Linked DNA regions of Mus musculus: region 1 is linked to region 2. The links are chromatin contacts, called in public HiChIP or PLAC-seq maps. All regions are on one chromosome and are shown on one strand. Each heading gives the region's core, a stretch centred on a gene start, on an enhancer-like site or on the middle of the called end of the contact. The rest is flanking DNA. Distances are from core to core; before and after follow the strand shown.

Evidence for each region. HiChIP or PLAC-seq counts read pairs in DNA pulled down with a chosen protein or histone mark.
Region 1: an H3K27ac HiChIP or PLAC-seq map of heart atrium shows a contact between it and region 2, with 6 read pairs. The contact joins the promoter of Sspn here to the enhancer-like site in region 2. A contact is called at or near these places in 8 of 39 promoter capture datasets (3T3-L1-derived adipocytes, cancer-associated fibroblasts, cranial neural crest and 5 more), 1 of 15 datasets of contacts at CTCF or cohesin (the NIH/3T3 cell line), 12 of 484 Hi-C or Micro-C datasets (beige adipocytes, brain, cortical glia and 8 more), 5 of 115 datasets of contacts at active chromatin or transcription factors (T-cell acute lymphoblastic leukemia, embryonic stem cells, heart atrium and 1 more) and 2 of 9 other capture datasets (adipose tissue and pancreatic islet).

Annotation. Positions count from the first base shown.
Region 1 is chr6:145,930,227-145,935,480 of GRCm38.p6, forward strand. Sspn (sarcospan) reads left to right here and starts at 3,896. Exons shown (of 3, transcript NM_010656.3): 1 at 3,896-4,145. The coding sequence starts at 3,948.
Region 2 is chr6:145,883,283-145,888,638 of GRCm38.p6, forward strand. No RefSeq gene overlaps it. Among named protein-coding and RNA genes, the nearest start is that of Bhlhe41, 21 kb to the left of the region's middle. Within about 2 kb of position 3,164, at least 18 of the 459 cell types and tissues checked have an H3K27ac peak or open chromatin away from gene starts, as enhancers often do. A contact at or near this core is called in heart atrium, where this site is marked.

The DNA.
Region 1 (5,254 bases), core at 2,646-5,145, 48 kb after region 2:
CCAGAAAAAAATTGAGGAAAATTATGCCTTATAATACATTGGAACTTTCATGATTATGAGATAAATGATAAAATGTGTTGTGGGCTGGAACATGGAAATGCAGTGGTTCTTTAACTAAAATCTGTGTTATTTAAGGAAAATATTGATGTTGCTTTCATTCTTTACATATTCTGGCAGATCCCCAAAGGAAGAGCTTTCTCCACAGCCTTCCTTCCACCCCTGAAGCCTCAGCTGCACCCTATCTTCCTCCTATCTCCCCTGCAGATTCTCCTACTTCAGGCAATTTGCCTGATAATTACCATCCAAGGTGCAATGCCCAACACCTTCATCAGCCTCCTCCTCAGTACACAAACATACTGAAATATCTTCCTGAAGGGTGGGGGAACAGTACCAGCTTAAAAGGAACAAAGATTTATTTTTGCTCACCATGGTGTCAGAGGCATCACCATGCGCACTGGGCCTTGTCACTTTGGGTCTATCCTGGCAAAGTCTACCAAGAACTTGAGGTAGGCAGATGCAGTTTCCCACACAATGAAAAGAGAGGAATGGCAGGGTCCCAGTATCTATGCCAGGGGCATGCCCCAGGGACACAGCTTCCTCCCACTAAGTCTCACTTCCTACAGGCTCCACCATCTCCCAGCAGTGTCAAATGTAAGACAATGTCTTTGATACATGGACTTTTAAGGGACATTTAAGATTCAATCCATAAGCTCTGGAGAGATGGATGGCTCAGTGGTTAAGAGCACTGACTGCTCTTCTGAAGGTCCTGAGTTCAAATCCCAACAACTATGTGGTGGCTCACAACCATCCATAATGAGACCTGATATCCTCTTCTGGGGTGTCTGAAGATAGCTACAGTGTACAAAATCTTAAAAAAAAATTCAAGCCATAACAAGAAAAGCTTTATACTTGAGTGTGGTTCCATTAGTCATTGGCTATTTTCCATTTTGCCCCATTTCTTTAGAAAGAGGTGGCTCCACAAATTTATTTGCTTTTATTTCATGTGCACGAGTGTTTTGCCTACATGTATGAATGTGCACCATGTGTGTGAAGTGCCCATGGATGCCTTCCCACAAGCTGGAGTTAAAAATAGGTATGAGATGCCCAATATGGGTACTGCAATTGAACTTAAGTTCTCTGCAAGAGCAGCCAGTGCTTTAACTTTTGAGCCATCTCAACGATCCTAGGGATGTATTGTTTAATTTTTTGTCAACTTGACATAGGCTAGGGTCATCTGCGAAGAGGAAAGCTCAACTGAGAAAATGCCTCTATAGACTGGACTGGGGGTAAACCTAAGGGGCATTTTCTTGAGTAAATGATTGCTGTAGATGTGGCAGCTTACTGGGGAGTGGTACCTTCTCTGGGCAGGTGGTCCTGAGTTCTATTTAAACAAACAGAGAAAGCTGAGTAACTCGTGAGGAGCAAGCCAATAAGCAGCATTCCTCTGAGGCTTCCATTTCCTTCCTGGCCTGGCTCCCCACTGATACATTGTAGCAGTGAGTTGATACATTGTGAGTTGCAAGATGAAGTAAACCCTTTCCTCCCCATGCTGCTTTTAGCCATGCTGATTCACCAAGCCATAGGCGCCCTAAGACAGTGACACTGACAGCAGGGTCCACAAACAAATACTTGATTTTTCTCTGCAGATTTCTCCATACTCCCTTAAATCTGAGCCTTGAACTTACAACCTTCCTGCTGTCATCCCTCGAGTAGCCAGGCCCAACTAGACCCAAGGGCCCAACTAGAAGCTGTGCTGTTAATATGGATAAAGAGCTAATTACAGGTAATCTGCTGGCTCACTGATTTCTGTTAGATTCATGTCTGCCGGGCTGTCCATGTCATGTTCTGTTTGAATACCAGCTTTTGTCAGTTCCTTCAGGAATTCCTCATAGTCCTAGGACTGCACCACCGAGGGATGGTGGACTTCCTGGGCTGCACTGAAACCCGCGTGAGTGTAGCACACCATCCTGAGTGGAAACGGAACGTGTGCTTTCTGTTCTGCCTCTGACTTAGTGACTTTAATCTGTGCGCTGCAATTTTCTCACTGGTGTACAGAAAAAAATGTAAGGCAAATGCTGAGTCTCCTTAAGTGCCTCTGTAGGTACACAGCAGACAATAATTAGCTTAGATTCTGAGGGAACAGCAGGAAGTTAGATTCAGAGATCCCAACCTAAGATTGGGCATCCTTTATTATCTCCCTTAACATCTTGGCTACATAATTTCCTTTTGAATAAAGTTTCCAAATGTTAAAATAACCATAGAAGAAAGTCTAAACTCCCCATGGAACTGGGACTTTTTTTTTTTTTTTTTTGGTTTTTCAAGACAGGGTTTCTCTGTGTAGCCCTGGCTATCCTGGAACTCACTTTGTAAACCAGACTGGCCTCAAACTCAGAAATCCGCCTGCCTCTGCCTCTCGAGTGCTGGGATTAAAGGCGTGAGCCACCACTCCCCACTGGGACTATTTCTTAGTAGCTGCACACTGTACTTTGTCCTAAATGGTACTGCACGAAGGTATACAAAACCTTACCCATTTAAAGTTTGAGAATAGGTTGAGATCGTTTCGGCCCCAAGACCTCTAATCATTCGCTTTACCGGATAAAACTGCGTACGTCGGGAAAAGAGCGAGAGCGCCAGCTATCCTGAGGGAAACTTCGGAGGGAACCAGCTACTAGATGGTTCGATTAGTCTTTCGCCCCTATACCCAGGTCGGACGACCGATTTGCACGTCAGGACCGCTACGGACCTCCACCAGAGTTTCCTCTGGCTTCGCCCTGCCCAGGCATAGTTCACCATCTTTCGGGAAATAACCAGGTTTACCCATCTCTTCTGAGCCTCCTGGAGAGCACCAGATCTATAGCTGCCTGTCCTAGCACATTGCAAGTGCTAAAAGTAGCCCTTAAAGGTTGCCTGGGTGCAACTGTCCATCTCTATCCAGCATGCCAACACCCCCTGGACATTTAGCAAGTGTGAAGACTCACTGGGAGCCTCATAGACACTATTATTTAAACACAGGGTGGTGCACACTTGTGATCCCAGCACTTGGGAGGTGGAGACAGGAGGATTAAAAAGTCAAGGTCTTCTGTGGATACACGGCAAGTCTGAACCCAGCCTGGGCTGCATGGGACAGTCGCAAGATATAAATGAGAACAAAGGGCTTTTAAAGACAAACAAGCATGCGAGGTGTCATGATTAGCCCAGCCTCTCTACAAACAGTTATTTCATTGTTGAGTTTTAATTAATTATTATTGTGTGCAGCCATGTGTATGGTCTGAGAGTCACACGTGTGGAGGTCAAGGGTTCATCTCTGAGGAGTCATAGATAGCTTCCACTGTGGATCCTGGAAATCAAAATGAGGTCAGCAGGTTTTCCCAGCTCAGTCACCTCACTGGCCAGGAACAATTATTTTGAATGCGAGTACCTCAATAAGAAAAGAAGTTTTTTATTTTTCTTTTCTGGTTTTTTGTTTGTTTTTCTCTTTCCTTCCTTCCTTCTTCCTTCCTCCCTCCCCCCTCCCTCCCTCCTTGCTCCTTTCTCTCACCCTCCCTCCTTTCCTCCAGTGCTCCCTCTCTTTCTCCCTCCCTTTCTTCCTTGTCGGTTGGATTACATTAAAAAAAAAAAAAAAAAAAAAAGCTCAATTTAACTTTTGTCAATGACTCCACAGCTTTTATTTAGTGCAGCCGAGCCCATTTTGGATTCAGTGATCTATTAATTAAACACAAGCGGTTTAAGCATTCATCACCTTGTCTTGTACTTCCTGGAAACAAAAAAGTAAAGCAGGCTGGCATTCCCATCACACAGGCCCTGGGCGCCAGGTCCCTGTGCGTTGGCAGTTGGCGACCCCCCTCGGGTCCCCCTCCTGCCAGTGTTTTCCACTTTTGCTCAGCCCAGTCTCAGCAGACTGGGCAGGCCCAGCAGCAAGGCCCAGGCGCAGGCACCACCGAGGGAACATGGGGCGCAAGCCGAGCCCCAGGGCTCAGGAGCTGCCTGAGGAGGAGGCGCGGACCTGCTGTGGCTGCCGCTTCCCGCTGCTGCTGGCACTGCTGCAGCTGGCGTTGGGCATCGCGGTGACCGTGCTGGGCTTCCTCATGGCGAGCATCAGCCCCTCCCTGCTAGTCAGAGATACTCCGTTCTGGGCTGGGATCATTGTAAGCATCAAGTCTGTTCGGCCTAAGCACCAGCGGGCATGCGAGCCGCATGGTGGAGTGGAGACTAACCCAGCTGCATGCGCCCCCACCCTGGCTGCACCCCTAACTGCTTGGAGATTGACTTTGGGCACACTTGGGCTCCCCAGAGGAAGGCTGGGAGCAGGATTCTGGCTTTCGCCTGCCTGAGGCTTCTTGCTCCTCCCAGGGCTCTGACTCAGTCTACAGGGGAGGCCCCGTGGACATCTCGCATAGCCTCAAAGATAACTGCAGGCCCACCCTGTGTGGCTTGGTCCTTGTCTCATTCCCCAGGCCCCACGTGCGTCTGCATAAGTAGCACTGAATGAAGTTCATCCTGGGAAAAGCAGGGTAGGAAAACCTTAAGTTGGAGTTGCCACACTGGCTTTGTTAAACTACAGTTCCCTTGTAAGAGTCATGAATCACTTTCCTAAGGCAGGGCTGGAGACGACTGCAAGCACAGGCTTAATCCACACAGTGTAAGGTGGGCTGAAGCTTTGCTGGCTCCAGTGGAGTTCATTTGGGGTTGTACTAATGCCAGATGCACAGTACTCTGTTGGTGTGTGAGTTCTTGAAAGTAAAATAGATACGGCGTACGGAATACCTACTGTATGCCGGCTCTGCCAGAGATCTCCCCTGTGTTTGTAACTTCACATCTTATGGGACAGTCCTCAAGTTAGAGAAACCAGGCTGGCCCCGCCCAAGGTCATGAGCTGGGAAAGCAAAGGCAGGACTGGCTTCTCTGTAGCCGAATTCTGGCTATGCTAATACTTACCTTATTATCTAAAGCCAATGCTAAATTCTCAGGCTGTCTCGTTTGACCCATGCAACGGTGGGGATTGTTATTCCACTCTGGACACGGGGAAGCCCATTAAGATACCTGACGTCCTCAAGCCCAGAAGGTAAACGTGGCAGAGTCAGGAGAAATGAACATGGCCCCTTGGCCTTCCAGCTCCCCTCTATCCTTACTGTTGCTGACCACACACACACACACACACACACACACACACACAACCCAACATAATTTTGTATGGGACAGAACCTGAAGACACCTGATGCATATTCATAGGTGCAGATATTTTTAAATTAAGATT
Region 2 (5,356 bases), core at 1,914-4,413:
CCACATTGCATTGCATGACTATGGCACTTTTATTTGCCCACTTAGCAGTTGATAGAATCCAGGGCATGTTCTTTTTTTTTTTTTTTTTCATTTTTTATTAGGTATTTAGCTCATTTACATTTCCAATGCTATATCAAAAGTCCCCCATACCCACCCACCCCCACTCCCCTACCCACCCACTCCCCCTTTTTGGCCCTGGCGTTCCCCTGTACTGGGGCATATAAAGTTTGCGTGTCCAATGGGCCTCTCTTTCCAGTGATGGCCGACTAGGCCATCTTTTGATACATATGCAGCTAGAGTCAAGAGCTCCGGGGTACTGGTTAGTTCATAATGTTGTTCCACCTATAGGGTTGCAGATCCCTTTAGCTCCTTGGGTACTTTCTCTAGCTCCTCCATTGGGAGCCCTGTGATCCATCCATTAGCTGACTGTGAGCATCCACTTCTGTGTTTGCTAGCCAGGGCATGTTCTTTTGAGCGCTCATGAATGACATTCTGAGCACCAGGCATGAGGCTGTGTGCACTTGCTTTCAGTTCTCTAGGATGTGGGCTGGGGCAGATGCTAGTTACATAGTAACTGAGGGACAGACAGCTTTGCGAAAGGGCTTCAGCCCCCACTGCATTCTTGCCAGAAGTGTATGAAGGTTCCGTTTCCACCACATGGTCAGGGAAGTTACCAGCCACAGAAAGGTGTGATGAATGTTAAATCGACTTCTCAGTAAGTGTAAACCTTTTAGGATTTGACCAAAAATTTGTATTCAAAGGCATAGTTTTAGTTACAACCTTATAAATCTAAATGGTTTGTAAGAATAAAACTTCCAAGTGTAAGACTAAAACTTCCAGGCTTTACCATGCAACCAAGAGCACAGAGCAAGGATCTCAGGCTGGAAGGGTTTAACTGTCTTTCTTAGGGTGCTCCTAAAACTTGAAGTAAATTTACAGTACATGTTGTGGGGGTACACTCTTGTTATCCCAGTACTTGGGAGATACAGGCAAAGGGATCAGGTGTTCAGGGCCAGTCTTAGCTACAGGAGACCCATGTCAACAAAAACAAACAAAACAAAGTAACAAGTGGCTGTTGGGGTGGAGGGGGGTGTCTTAATTCTGAAGGTTTCTGGAAGCAGTAATGCTTGAGCACTGGTTCAGTCAAGAAATCTTGTAACAAAAATAAAAAAACAATATGTAGCATAGAGGCTGTGAAGAGACAAAGGCAGGAAGATACTCCAGAAGAGGAATGGAGATGCTCCTTCAAACAGGACATATGTGCTACTGTGTTTCCATATGACCTGACACAGCCAGACAAGCCCTTACTTCTCTCTCTCCCCATTCGACACTGAACTTTTAAGTGTCTCGTGACACTAGAAGAAGCCACTGCATGCTGGTGTCTGTCATATAATTTGCACTCAATATATGTTGTTTGTTAAAGTTAGTATTAAAGTAACAAGTCCCAAAACTTAACATTTTGGAAATAGTATTCGATGTGGAGCATATGTCTAAGTTTTGCTAGCCAGATTGTGGGATATCCAGTTACGTGGTCACTGTGCCTCGATGTAATAGAATAATATTGGGCCCAAGTGGGCACACATAGACACATAGATGCATATACATGTGGTCACACATGCACATATGTACACACACATACACACACACATATACACATAGGCACACACACTCAATTCATCCATATTAGGCCTGGAGATTCAAGGAAAAGTTCCAGAACCCAAACCCTTCTGTGTATTGTGTTGCGTGTTGTGTATGTTCTCAAGGTCTGTCACCCCTCACTCCTTCAGAAGTAGTGAAAGAACACATGAGCCTTGCACTATGTTAGAGTGTCCTGTCTCAAACTTGAAGTTGAGTTCTGCCACCTGAATGCTGTCCTAACCTTGGACATCTACTGTGATTTGTAGCTCTCTCTTGATTGTGTCAGAGGGCTCAAGGTCAAGTTCCTATCAGCCATAAGGAGGAAGCACTTGGAGAGAGTGGGGTGACTTCAGAACAGCCCAGGAGTGCTTCTCTTTGCTTGCCCAACATGCACGTATTCCATACACATAGCCTGCCTGGGACAGCGCTCCTTCACTGGGTTTCAGTTCTGAGTGGCACATTACAATAAAGGCTTTAGGACCATACACCCGACCCAGTCCAGCACCTCATGGTTTTATATTTAACCAGTTATCGCTTTATATGCAGATGCTACAAAACTGGTTTATTTTTTCCACCTAAGCTCATTATTTTATTTCCTTAGGAGTGACAATGTTGTTTAATTATCATGAACTATAGTTTAAACATCTTTCCCAAAGAGCTGTTCACAAGTGCCTATTAAGAAGCCCAATTAAAAGATACACTTTTTAACTTTTGTACAAATCTTTGCATTGTTTATAGTTTGGGAAGCCATCTATATCATTATAAACTATCTCCTTGCTAAAAGATGTTAAAGAGGACTGTGCGGCAGTAAGAGCCAAGATTTTAAACTCTACTAAAAACAAAACAAACCAACAAAGAGACTTTATCTATTTATGTTCATTAAAAAAACTAATAGTGATATATTATTTTAAAATATCATACAGTTAATATATTTGGAGTTATTTAAAATTTATATTGAGAAAAATGTATGTATTTTCAGTATTGCTGTTAACAAACATCTACACAAGACTGTTTAACTGATTGTTGTTTTATATCAAACAACTTTTATAATACTCATTTTTAATTGTTACAATATTTAAATTTTAAAGAATATAATAAAAAATGAAAGGTATTGCAGGTTTTGAAGGGGGGCCTCTCCGGAAGGAGTTGGGGTACAAAAGGGAAAGAAGCATGTGATGTAAGTCTATTTACTCAAAATATGTTTTTATATGTTAACAAATTCAGGTAAATTGAAATTATGTATCTCTTTTCATCGTAATGCAAAAAAACTTAAAGGGAAAAAAACAAAAATAAAATGGGGACTCATTAGAGACTTAGGCACACACACACACACACACACACACACACAAAAGACTGTGCAGAGCCGAGAATGAAGATTTTGAGTGACTTTCAGAAGGAGGCATAATACAGCTCTTGATTTTTCTAGACTTTTCCTGCGAACCGAGGAAGGGAGGGCCATCAACATAATTATCAGTGCATTCTAGTCTGGGAAAGTCAGAGGCAGGCCGGGCTGGAATCACTCCTGGGACTCTCAAGTCTGATGTCACTTGTTTGGCTCGGCTCCCTTGAAAACTATTCACCGGCCAGTGTGAACAGGTCTGGAGAGAAGGCTAGGTGTCACAATCATTTCCAGGATGCCTTCAAGGAGCACAGTTCTTCAGCACTGCATTCTGGGTATCAGACTGACAACTGTCGAGTCTCAGGCACGACTTGGAAAGAAGCATATATATTTATATATTTACATATATATGTATACACACGTATTATTTAAAATCTCCGTGGCCATTCTAAGCACCCTCTCCTTTGAGCAAGTCCCCCCTCCCCCTTGGAGTCATGTTGGATGGCAGCTTGAAATGGGCTTCCATGAAAATACCAAAGCGAAACCACCATATCAACTTACTTTTTGATGCTGGCATAAAGCCCCAAGGTCAAGTGACTTATAGGAGAAAGGGCATATGGTCCCAGACGAGCGTCCACAGTGGCCTGAGGGGTATGGCAGCAGGTGGCAAGAGCTGGAAGCTGGCTGGTCACATTTCCATCTGCATACAGGAAGCCATTGGAGGCAGAGAGAGGAGAGGGTCCCGGCTATAAAACCCCAAAGCCTGTCCCCCAGTGATGCCCTTCCTCCAAAAAGGCTGAATCTCCTAACCTCCCCAAACAGTGCCACCCCTCTATGACCCAGAGCTAAATCTGTAGGAGAGAAGCAGGGAGGGGCCATCCCAAGATACCGAGCGTCTGTCGGTGCCCTGTGCTTCCCTGCTCTCCCGTAAGAATCTTATTCCCTCCGTCATGTCTGCCTTTCTATAATGGTTTCCTTGCTCCCTGAAGTCTTGGAGTTCATTTCTCTGCTTCTGTTCAGAGACACCTTCATAGAAGATTCCCACTGTAAGAGTAACACACACACACACACACACACACACAGCCTCCACACCATCTAACACACATCTATCAAATACTATGTGGCTGTCAGAAACCGCTCAGAGTCCTTAAGCTACAGCACACAAGGCAAGAGTGTCCCACAGGGCTGCCTTTTCTTTCCCATAGGGCATTCAACTTAGCTCGTGACAACATCCAGCCTTGAACATGCCTTGTGGGTCCCATGTTCCAAGGGGACATTTGTTATGCATTTCTCACATCAGGGCCATGAGATTCACTGGCCCACTTGCTGCAGATATGAAGAACACATCTTTTGTCTATATCTGGTCTAATATGCCTTACGTGACCCACGCGTGCAGCAGCAAATTGCAAGCAAACCAGCCATTGGGGTTGGAGCTCTGTGGAGGAGCATTTACCCAGTATGTACAAAGATGGGCTAGCCTTGGGTAAGAACACAACAGTGACAAAAATCTTCTTGTAAATGAAAACAAAACTGATTTTTTGTCTCACCTGAGATAGCGTTTAGCTGTTGCCTTTGGGGAGTGCTGGTACTTTAGGCTACAGTAGACAGGGGGTAAGAAGAGGGACTCTGCCCCGTTAGGCCTTTGAAAACTGGAAAGTTTTCTATGCTATTCGTAGGTCGGTGACCGCAGACTTGAGAGTGCTTTCAAGTGTGACTGGCATCCTTCAGATTCCCCTTGTGCGTTTCTTAACTCTAGACAATCAAAGGAGTGATAATTTGGTGGGGCTGGAGAGGAGAGATGGCTCAGTGGGTAAGAGCATTTGCTGTTCTTTCAAAGGATGAATGCTTGGGACCTAGCATTCACCTCAGGTGGCTCACAACGAGCTGCTGTGGATTCCAGCTCCAGCGGGTTTGACACTCTCTTTTGTTCTCTGAGGGCACCCACACTTATGTTCATAAACCCACCACCCCTACACACATATAGACATAACTTTAAAAGTAAAAATAAATCTTAAAAAAAAAAAACCCTGAGCTCCGTGGTTTGTAGCGTTTGCTCATTCCCATGGTGTAAACACTTCCACTGTGGCTGACCAAAGGCTCCAGGTCTGACTTCAGCGAAAGTGCAGGAGCTCAGAATTATCTACTGTTTCCCTTAAATGGGTCTATGGCCGTACATCACTTGTGAGAACAGTAAAAACCTAAAGAAAGTAGAGCAGCTAGGACACGGTAAGTGCGGGCTATTTATCACCTCTGCTTTAATACAATTTAGTTAATTGCAAATTATGCAGTTTAGATTTTAGCAATGGCTGTGCTTGACAGCTGGCTTGCAAAGTAGCTGGCAATTCATCATTTGGCTCAGAGCTGTCAGGGTAAAGACAG